Linked DNA regions of Mus musculus: region 2 is linked to region 1. The links are chromatin contacts, called in public promoter capture Hi-C maps. All regions are on one chromosome and are shown on one strand. The core of a region is the stretch at or near the end of the contact, and the rest is flanking DNA. Distances in the headings are between cores, read along the strand shown. Region 1 overlaps Pde7a (phosphodiesterase 7A). Region 2 has its middle 64 kb from the start of Dnajc5b.

Region 1 (4,461 bases), core at 1,819-4,318:
CATAATTTACTGCATCACAGATAACAGTAACATGCATGTGATTCTAGTTATCCTCTGAACTCTATGATATTGGTAAATATGAAAAAGAAAAACTAATCTCTCAGTAAGAATTTATAATATTTAAAAGGGCTAATAAAGAATGAACTAACAACTCATCAAACCACTGTCAACAGAACCCATCGATGGATACATGTAACAACTTGCAGAGAACGTCATGAAGGCAGGGGAAGGCCACAAAGAAGATTTTTAAATATAATATTGTTTATTATTGTGTATTGAAACAAACATGCATGATGGGAGCACATATGCCATGGTGTATGTGTGTGTGTGTGTGTAAAAAGTCAAAGGACAACCTTGGGGAATCAGTTCTCCCACCTTTCTTGGGAATTGAACTTAGTTCAGCAAATGAAGACACTTCCTGCAAAAGCCTCATGACCTATCTTGCTGGACCATAAGGATTCTTTTACAGACAAAGACACACACGTATATATGCAGGTATGCATGCCATGGTACACATGTTGGAAGTTGGAGGACAGCTTGCAAAAGTCATTCTTGCTTCCTAGCATGTAGTCCAGAACAGCAAACTCATGTGTGCTGCTTTGGTTGCAAAGGCATCTTGCCAGCCCCAAGATTCTTTTAAAAGGTGACTTGGCATATCATCACCATATGGAAAGTAGTAAGTATAACCTTAAATTGGATGCCAGTGAGTCAGGCATGGTGGCACAGATCTTTAATCTCAGTATCTGGGAGGGAGAGGCAGGAAGAGCTCTGTGAGTTTGAGACCAGCCTAGACTACATACTGAGTTCCAGGATCATCAGGACTATAAAGACATTCTCACAAGGTCTGAAAAAAAAAAAAAAAAAGCAGGAGGAACAGAAAGAAGAGAAAGAGGGGGAGGATGAAGAAGAGGAGGATGATGAGAAGAATGAAGAGGAGGATGAGGAGGAAGAAGATGATGATGAAGAGGAAAAGAAGGAGGAAGATGAGGATGAGGAATAGGACAGTGAGGAAGAACAGGAGGAGGAAGAAGAAGAAGAGAAGGGGGAAGAGGAGGAGGAAGAAGAGGAGAAAGGAAGAAGAAGAAGAGAAGGGGAAGAGGAGGAGGAAGAAGAGGAGAAAGGAAGAAGGAAGAAGTAGGAAGGGAAAAGGGAGAAGGGAAAAGGAAGGGAGGAGGGAGGAAGGAAGAGGGAGGAGGAGAAGAAAAAGAAGGGAAGAAAAGAAACAGTATTTAGAGTAAAACTGCCACAATGAACCAACCCCCCCCCCCCAAAAAAAAAATACAGACCAGCTAAGATGTAGTGACTCTCCATGAGAGCTTGAGTGGAAACACAGGCTGGCCACTCTCCTCTCCATGAACCAGAGGTGGTCAGGAGCAACAGGCACAATCCTGTTCACATCCCTCTAACAGAAATGTCAGACAGCAACTGTTCTCCTCCTGGGAGCAGATGAGATGAGGTATACCGGTTCTGGGGCAAACCAACTCAGCTCTGTCCCCTCCTGCCTGTTTTCTCCCCTGTACTACCAAGAGGGTACCAGAGTAAAACTATAAAGAACCACTGGGTCAATAAGCAAGCAGGGGCAACTATGAACTTGGATATGGTAAACACAAATCATGTATAATTTTAGTTCTAAAAGGAAACCATTTCAACTACATAATGCAAGTTGAAGAACAGTTTTTTTCCTGCCCATTTGTTCAATTACATTTCTTCAAGTAGAAAATCTCTGTGGTTTCCAGGGGCTATAGTTAGCTTCCTATAAAAGCAAAGGTGGGTAGCTAACAATAGGTGGTTTTATCTAGGACCAAGTAATTGGGCCACCTTCTCCACAAAGCCAGTTCAAACAGGGTGGTCTACGGAAAGCAACTGTGGCTGACATAGAATACAGACACACTCACTAGCTTTCATCCTAAGACCCTGACTAACAGGTTGTGCACTTTTTAAAAATCAAATTTAGAAAAGAGCAACTATATTAAGGAATGGCAGGCATCCTAGCAGCCCAAGAATAGACTATGAGCTATCAGTTTATATAAGGCTAGTCTTTAAAAATGTTATGGCTGGTGTTGTTTCATCTATATTTATCTTATGATAATAACTGAAGTTATGTTTGTGTTGAGTTAGAAAAGAAAAATTTCACAAATCTTGAAGGAGGTGGGCATCTAATAATTCACTGCTTGTATTAAAAAAAAAAGAAAGAAAAAGAGAAAGAACAATCCCCACAAGGCCTAGAGGAAGGTAAATTGCCTTTTCGTTAGGGCACCATGGCTAGATGCAGCCAGCGAGAGGCAGAGAGAGCAACAGGACACAAAGCACCCAAGGGTAAAAGATAGCGACAGGGGAAGAGCAGTGATGCCTGGCGCTGTTCCGACACAGGCAAACCTTAAGGTCCCCACCACCTTGCCCTTCAGGCTCATCTACTTCCTGTCTGCAGTGCAGAGATAAGCAGGGCAGGTAGAGCCCTTCTCGAGAAAGTAACAGTGACACCCAAACAACCACAGCAGTGCTGGGGAAGGTGGCAGCGGTCACTGGGTAAGGTACTTGTATCTACAAGCTCAACAAACTGAGTTGGAACCCTGCAATCCATAGACAGGAAAGAGAACCCACAACAGCATGCTATCCTCTGGCTTCCACATGTGTATTGTGGGCATGTGCATACACACCTCCATAAATAAACACATTTCTAGAAGAAAAGAAAAGCAGGTAACTTTAAAGTCAAGCAGGGGACACATTACTCCGTCCCTAGCAACAGAAAAACTGAATTCTTTGTGTAATTCTATTAAAAACCTACTTTGGCAAAGGGGCAAAGACAGGTAAGTATCACCAAGAATCTGTCAAATATGTTATTCTTAAAAAAAAAAAAGTTTCCAAATAGAACCCAGTTTTGATTATAAAGAGAATTAAAAAAAAAAAAAGCAATATCAACCCCACATAAAAGCTGGGCTCAGCTGGGGCAGGAGAGCTTAGAATGACCTATGTAACATTTCTCCAAACCTCTCTTAACTGTCACAGAGTCTGACGATACGCTCTTCTCCAGCGTGGGGAGGCAGTGCCAAAGGCAGGCTGTGGAACCACGCTAATCCTCTGCAGCAGGTAAGAAAAAAGGCTCGGGGCCAGCACACTCAAGAAAGCAAGCAGCTTGGGGGAGCAGGCCTTTGGGAAAAATCTAACTACATGGAAAACTGCGTCAGAAGATGCCACTGTAAACAGTCACACGCTGAAGAAACTGAGAAGAGAAAATGAAGACTGCAGTGAGACTCAGGCTGAGTTATTAAAAACGGCAGTAATAACTGCCAACTGGTCCAGTCATGATGAAGTGATTACTGTCAAGACTAATAGTAAAAACAAAAATTGTGAAATGATTTCTGTTGTTTTTTTGAAAAGTGACTAACAAAGACAAAATGCTGGCACAGGGTCACAGTCCAAGTGAATGACAGCAAGGACAGAGCACACTAAAGCTTCAACATAGGCGAATGACCACAGAAACTCGAGTATTGTCAAATGCTTCACTTACCATTTGTTAGTCTATCAAACAGAAAGATATCAAAATTCCAATTTCCAACTTTTTCCAGCATACACTGAAATGAAAACCAAACATTTCTACTGTAATTTAATCTCAGTAAGACCCACTTTCGGCAGATAGACCATAGCAACGTTCATGGAAACGACCAAGTGGCTGACTGGCTTTGAGAGACGCCGAGATCATTTACCTTCGTTCACGTTCTGTTCTAGGTTTGTGGGCAGGGTTGCACTGTACAGCCCTGTCTACAGCTCACGGCAATTCTCTTGCTTCAGCCTCCCAAGAATGGGGCGTACCAGAGTGTGCCACCACACTCTGCTCTCAGCCTCTTCTTAGTTATGACTCTTTCCACTGGCTCAAATATTCTCTAGAGAAATAAATTCCACTTGAGAACAAATTCTTTTGTTTTTCAGTTAATCATAGAGAGGTCAGGTCAGTCTTCCACCCTGTTCCTATGGCCTACAAATTTAGGAGAATTCTGAAACAATTCACCATCAAATAGTCCATGTGCTGCAGTCTTAAATCAGATTTTAAAAGTCTGGCAGCGAGTTCTACTGGGTACCTGGTGAGCAGGCGAGGCACTCAAGCCTCACCGACTCCTGGGAACAGGCAGTAAGTACCATGGCTCAGCTGTAGCAGAAAGCTGTCATGGTGACTGAAGAGTCCAAGGTCAGGGACTTGGAGAGCACAGTAAACCCACACCACACTGTCACTCAAGTATTTGCTGTTCAGGGTTGTTTGTTTGTTTGTTTTGCTATTTTGGGACAGGGTCTTTCTACATAGCTCTGGCTGTCCTCGAACACAGAGATCTTTCTCCCTCTACCTCCTGGGTGCTGGGAGATTAAAGGCATGCATGGCTTGCTAACCATTTCTTTCTTTTCTTTTGCTGAATTCTGGGGTATTTATTGACAATCTTTAAATATCATTCAAACCTAGCAGTAAAGCAG
Region 2 (4,584 bases), core at 1,865-4,364, 200 kb after region 1:
TATGCTGACATACCATGACCAAATAGCAACATGGGGAGGAAAGAGTTTATTTTACTCATAATTCCATATAGCCACTCATCATCCTGATTCAGTGAGGGCAGGAACATATTAGAAGCTTAGAGGCAGAGTCTAATGCAGAGACCATGAAGGGATGCTGTTTACTGGCTTATTTCTCATTGCTTTCTCAGCTGGCTTTCTTATAGAATCCAGGCCCACCATCCCAGGGGTGTTACTACCCACAATGCTCTGGGCCCTTCCACATCAATTGCTAATTAAGAAAATGCCCTACAGGCTTGTCTGCAGCTGGATTGTATGAGGGCATTTTTTAGTTGAGACTCTCTCCTCCCAGATAATTTTATCTTGAATTAAGTTGACATAAGGCATAAAACTAGTCGGCACAGTGTCTCCTCTCCCTCTTCTCCCTTTCCCCCTCTACCTCTACCTCTCCCCCTCCTCCCTCTCCCTCCTCCCTCATCTCTTCTCCCTCTCCCTCCTCTCCCTCCTCCCCCTCCTCCCTCCTCCCCCTCCCCCATTCCCTCTCTCTTTCCCCTTTCTTCCTCTCTTTCTCCCTTTCTCCCCCTCTTTTTCTCCCTCTCCCTTTCTCCTTCGCTCCCCCCTCCTCTCTCTGTGTACTGGTGGGTATGTGCATATAAATTCAGATGTATGCCTGAGCAGGGTGTATGCCTGCATACACCCTGGAGCTGTAGATGCAGGTGGTTTTGAGCCACCTGTTGCAGGTGCTGGGAACTGAATATGTATCCTTTAGAAGAGCATTAAGTGCTCTTAATCACAAAGCCATACCTCCAGCCCCATTTATTTCTACTTTTGGGAACTCTCTATTCATATCCATAGCTCATTTTAAATTTGGTCACTTGTTTTCTTACTCTTTGTTTTTTGTTTTTTAGTTCTTTGCATATTCTGGGCATTAATCCTCTGTTAGATGTAGAGTTGCAAAGATCTTCTCCCATCCTGTGAAATTCCTCTTTAATTGCTTGTTACCTTTGCTGTAGTGAAGACCTTTAGGTTTATGAGGCCCTCAATTGCTGGCCTTAGCTCCTGAACAAATGGTGCTCTTGTCAGAAAGCCCTTCACACACCTACCTTTTGTAGGGTACTGCCTCTGTTTTCCAAAGAAAACAAAAGTCTCAAAATTTCAGGTTCACATTGAGGAAAAGGCTACAAAAGTGGATAGCTTTGTTTCATTCTTGATTTTAATGGAATTGATCTATTCTCCTCAATACTGTGCTCTCTAGGACTTTTATCATGAAGGTATGTTGGATTTTACCCAAAACTTTTCCTGCATTTATTGAGATTATCATGTGGTTTTTGTCTTGAAGTCCATCTATATGACTTATTATATTTATTAATTTATACATGTGGAACAATTCCTGCATGTCTGGCATAAGCCAACTTGATGAGAGTGGGTAATCCTTTTGATGCATATCCGTAATCAGCTTACAAGCATTGTATGGAGAATTTTTGCATCTATGTTGATCATGAATATTAGCTTGAAGTTCTCTTTGTTGTTGTTGTATCCTTATGTGCTTCGGGTATAAGAACACTGTCTTTGTAGAAGAGTTATGAAGTGTCTTTTCTGTTTCTTCCTTCTTTTTAAAAAATAATTTAAGAAATATTGGCTGTAGATTTTCTTTGAAAAGTCAGGTAGAATTCTGCTATGTACCCATCTGGATATGGCATTTTGTCACTTTCTTGTCTGCATTTGTTACTAGCCTGTTTAAGATGTAGTCTCTCTTTGCTTTAACTTTAGCAGTTTGAATTGATCTAGACATTCATCCATTTCTTCCAGGTATATAGTGGAGTATAGGTTTTTAAGACTATCTTATACTTATTTGTTTGTTTGTTTTAATGTTTCCCTGTCCATCTCTAATTCTGTTAATTTGACTTATCTTTCTCTTTTGGTTAATTGGGCTAAAGGTCTGTTAATCTTATCTCAAAGAACTAGCTCTTATAGTTATGTTTTTGTATTTTTTTTTTGTTTCTGTTTCTTTAATTTCTGCTCAGATTTCTAACATTTCTTGCTATCTACTGGATTTGTTTTGAGCTTGTTCTTGTTTTTTTTTCCCCCCAAATTCTTGAATAGCATTAAGTCATTTATTGTGACCTTTCTAATTGTTTAATGTAAGCACTTAGAGTTATCCATTTCCTTTTACAACTCTTAATACCTCCCAGAGGTTTTGTTGTACTATCATTTTCATTTAATCCTAGGAAAAATTTAACTTTTTTTTATTGACTATTTCTTTTAGTCATTCATCATTACCATGGTGTTATTTCATCATCATAACTTTGTGTCATTACTTGAGATTCTTTTGCTGTTGATTTTAGGCTTTATTGTTTTGTGACCATAAATGATACATGGAGTTATCTTATTTTTCTTACTTTGTGAAGATTTGTTTTGTGTCCCAATATGTGCTGTATTTTACAAAAGCTTCCATGAGCTGCTACGCCTTTGGATGGAATATTATATAAATACCTGTTAGGTCCATTTGATGCATGATGTCATTTAATTCTGTTTTTTTTGGGGGGGGGGAGGGGTCTGGTTAACTTGTCTAATGGAGAAGGTCTGGTATTAAAAATCAACTGCTATTACTGTGTTGAGATGATCTGTTTTCTATTCCTGTGGAACAGTTCTTATGAAATCGATTTTGCCAGAATCTATTGCATATGTTCAGGGTGGCAATATCTCTTGGTTAACTGTTCCCTTGATAAGAATAATAGGTCCTTTATCTTTTATTTCTTTCAGTTGGAAGTTTATTTTGTTGGCTATTAGGATAGTGAGACCTGCCTACTCCCTGGTCCCATTTGCTTGAAATGCTTTTAAAACATTCTTTTGATTTAAAGTGGTATCTGTCTTCAAAGCTAATTTTAATCTCTAACAGACAGCTTTTGTTTCTTATCTATTCAGCCACTTGTATCTTTTGAGTTGGAAGCTGGGGCCATTAGTAAAATTATTATTTATAAAAATATTATTGAAAAGTGTGTGTTGGTTGTCATCATTTATTGTACATTCTTTGTATTCCAGTGACTAGGGCTTCATTTGTTTTCTTCCTACAGTCTCTTGGCTTTCAGTATTCTCTGGAGAGCTGGGTTTGTGGACACAAATTCTTTTGGCCTGTTTATATCATGGAAAAAAGTTCTTACTCGGTCGACCATGGCAGATTGCTTGGCTGGGATTAGTAGTCTAATTTGGCAACTGTGGTATTTTAGAACTTAGAGTACACTGATCTAGGTTTTTCTGGCTTTTAAACTTTTCATTGAGAAATTAGTTATTATTCTGATGAGTTTTCCTTTATATGATTTTTTTCTCTTGCAGATTTTGGTATTTTTGTTCTGTATATTTAGTGTTTTAACTATACTGTGCTATAGGGAAGTATCTTTTATGATTACTTACTTTTCTCATGTGTATGCTTCTTGAGTCTGCATGGGTAATCTTACCTTAATTTCAGGGAAGCTTCTTTTTATATCTTATAGAAGATCTGGTCTAAGACCTGGGTTTTTTTTTTTTTTCTGTTGTCTATAATTCAGAAGTTTGTTCTCTTTATTGTATCCCATCATTCTTGCATGTTTCCTTTATGTACGTTTAATTTTTCATATTTTTTGCTTATGTAGTTGAATTCCTCTACCTTGTCTTCAAGTCCTGATAGATTGTCTTCTACTTGATCCATTCTATGTGTAAAGTTTTCCCCTGAGTTTTATAGTTTGAATATTGAGCTTTTCAATTCCATATTAATTTCAGCTTGAGTTCTCTTAAATATTTCTCTTTGCTGAATTCAGTTTTATGTTTCCCTGCTATTATTGAAAAATGATTTTTTCTTTCATACAACATATCCTGATCAGTTTCCCCTTTCTTTACTCCTCCCCTTTCTTTACCCCTCCCCTTTCTTTACTCCTCACCTTTCTTTACCCCTCCCCTTTCTTTACTCCTCCCCTTTCTTTACCCCTCCCCTTTCTTTACTCCTCCCAAATCCTCTGCAGCTCCTCTCCTATTTGGATTCACTCTCATTCTGTCTCTCATTATAAAAGAACAGGCTTCCAGGGAATAATATTAAAATATAAAAAAATAAAATAAAATATAGTAAGATAAAACAAAAACCATCTCAGTAAAGTTAGACAAGGCAAACCAAGGAAAAGAGTCCAAGAGGAAGCATGAGAACCAGAGACCTACTTGTTCAGATGCTCATGAGTCCAGTAAAATTACTAAATGGGAAGCTATAGTATATAATGCAGAGGACCTAGTGCAGACCTGTGCACATGCTGTGCTTGCTGCTTCAGTCTCTGTGAGTTCATACGAGCTTTGTTCAGTTGATACAGGGGGCTTGTTTCCTGGTGTTCTCCATTTCCTCTGGTTCCTAATGCTTTCTGCCTCTTCTTCAGACTTCTCTGACCCCTGATGGGAGGTAGGATTTGATGGAGGCGTCCCATTTAGATTTGTGTTTTCCAAGGTCTGTCTGTCTGTCTCTCTTCCTTCCTTCCTTCCTTCCTTCCTTCCTTCCTTCCTTCCTTCCTTCCTCTCTCTCTCTCTCTCTCTCTCTCTCTCTCTCTCTCTCTCTCTCTCTCTCTCTCTCTC

Evidence for each region. Capture Hi-C pulls out chosen DNA fragments and counts their contacts.
Region 2: a promoter capture Hi-C map of adipose tissue shows a contact between it and region 1. The contact joins two enhancer-like sites. A contact is called at or near these places in 3 of 484 Hi-C or Micro-C datasets (3T3-L1-derived adipocytes, Th1 cells and macrophages), 1 of 115 datasets of contacts at active chromatin or transcription factors (embryonic stem cells) and 2 of 9 other capture datasets (adipose tissue and liver).

The regions. Positions count from the first base shown.
Region 1 is chr3:19,237,638-19,242,098 of GRCm38.p6, forward strand. It overlaps Pde7a (phosphodiesterase 7A), which reads right to left. Exons shown (of 13, transcript NM_001122759.2): 5 at 3,509-3,572. Among named protein-coding and RNA genes, the nearest start is that of Mtfr1, 52 kb to the left of the region's middle. Within about 2 kb of position 3,069, at least 53 of the 459 cell types and tissues checked have an H3K27ac peak or open chromatin away from gene starts, as enhancers often do. A contact at or near this core is called in adipose tissue, where this site is marked.
Region 2 is chr3:19,441,982-19,446,565 of GRCm38.p6, forward strand. No RefSeq gene overlaps it. Among named protein-coding and RNA genes, the nearest start is that of Dnajc5b, 64 kb to the right of the region's middle. Within about 2 kb of position 3,115, at least 6 of the 459 cell types and tissues checked have an H3K27ac peak or open chromatin away from gene starts, as enhancers often do. A contact at or near this core is called in adipose tissue, where this site is marked.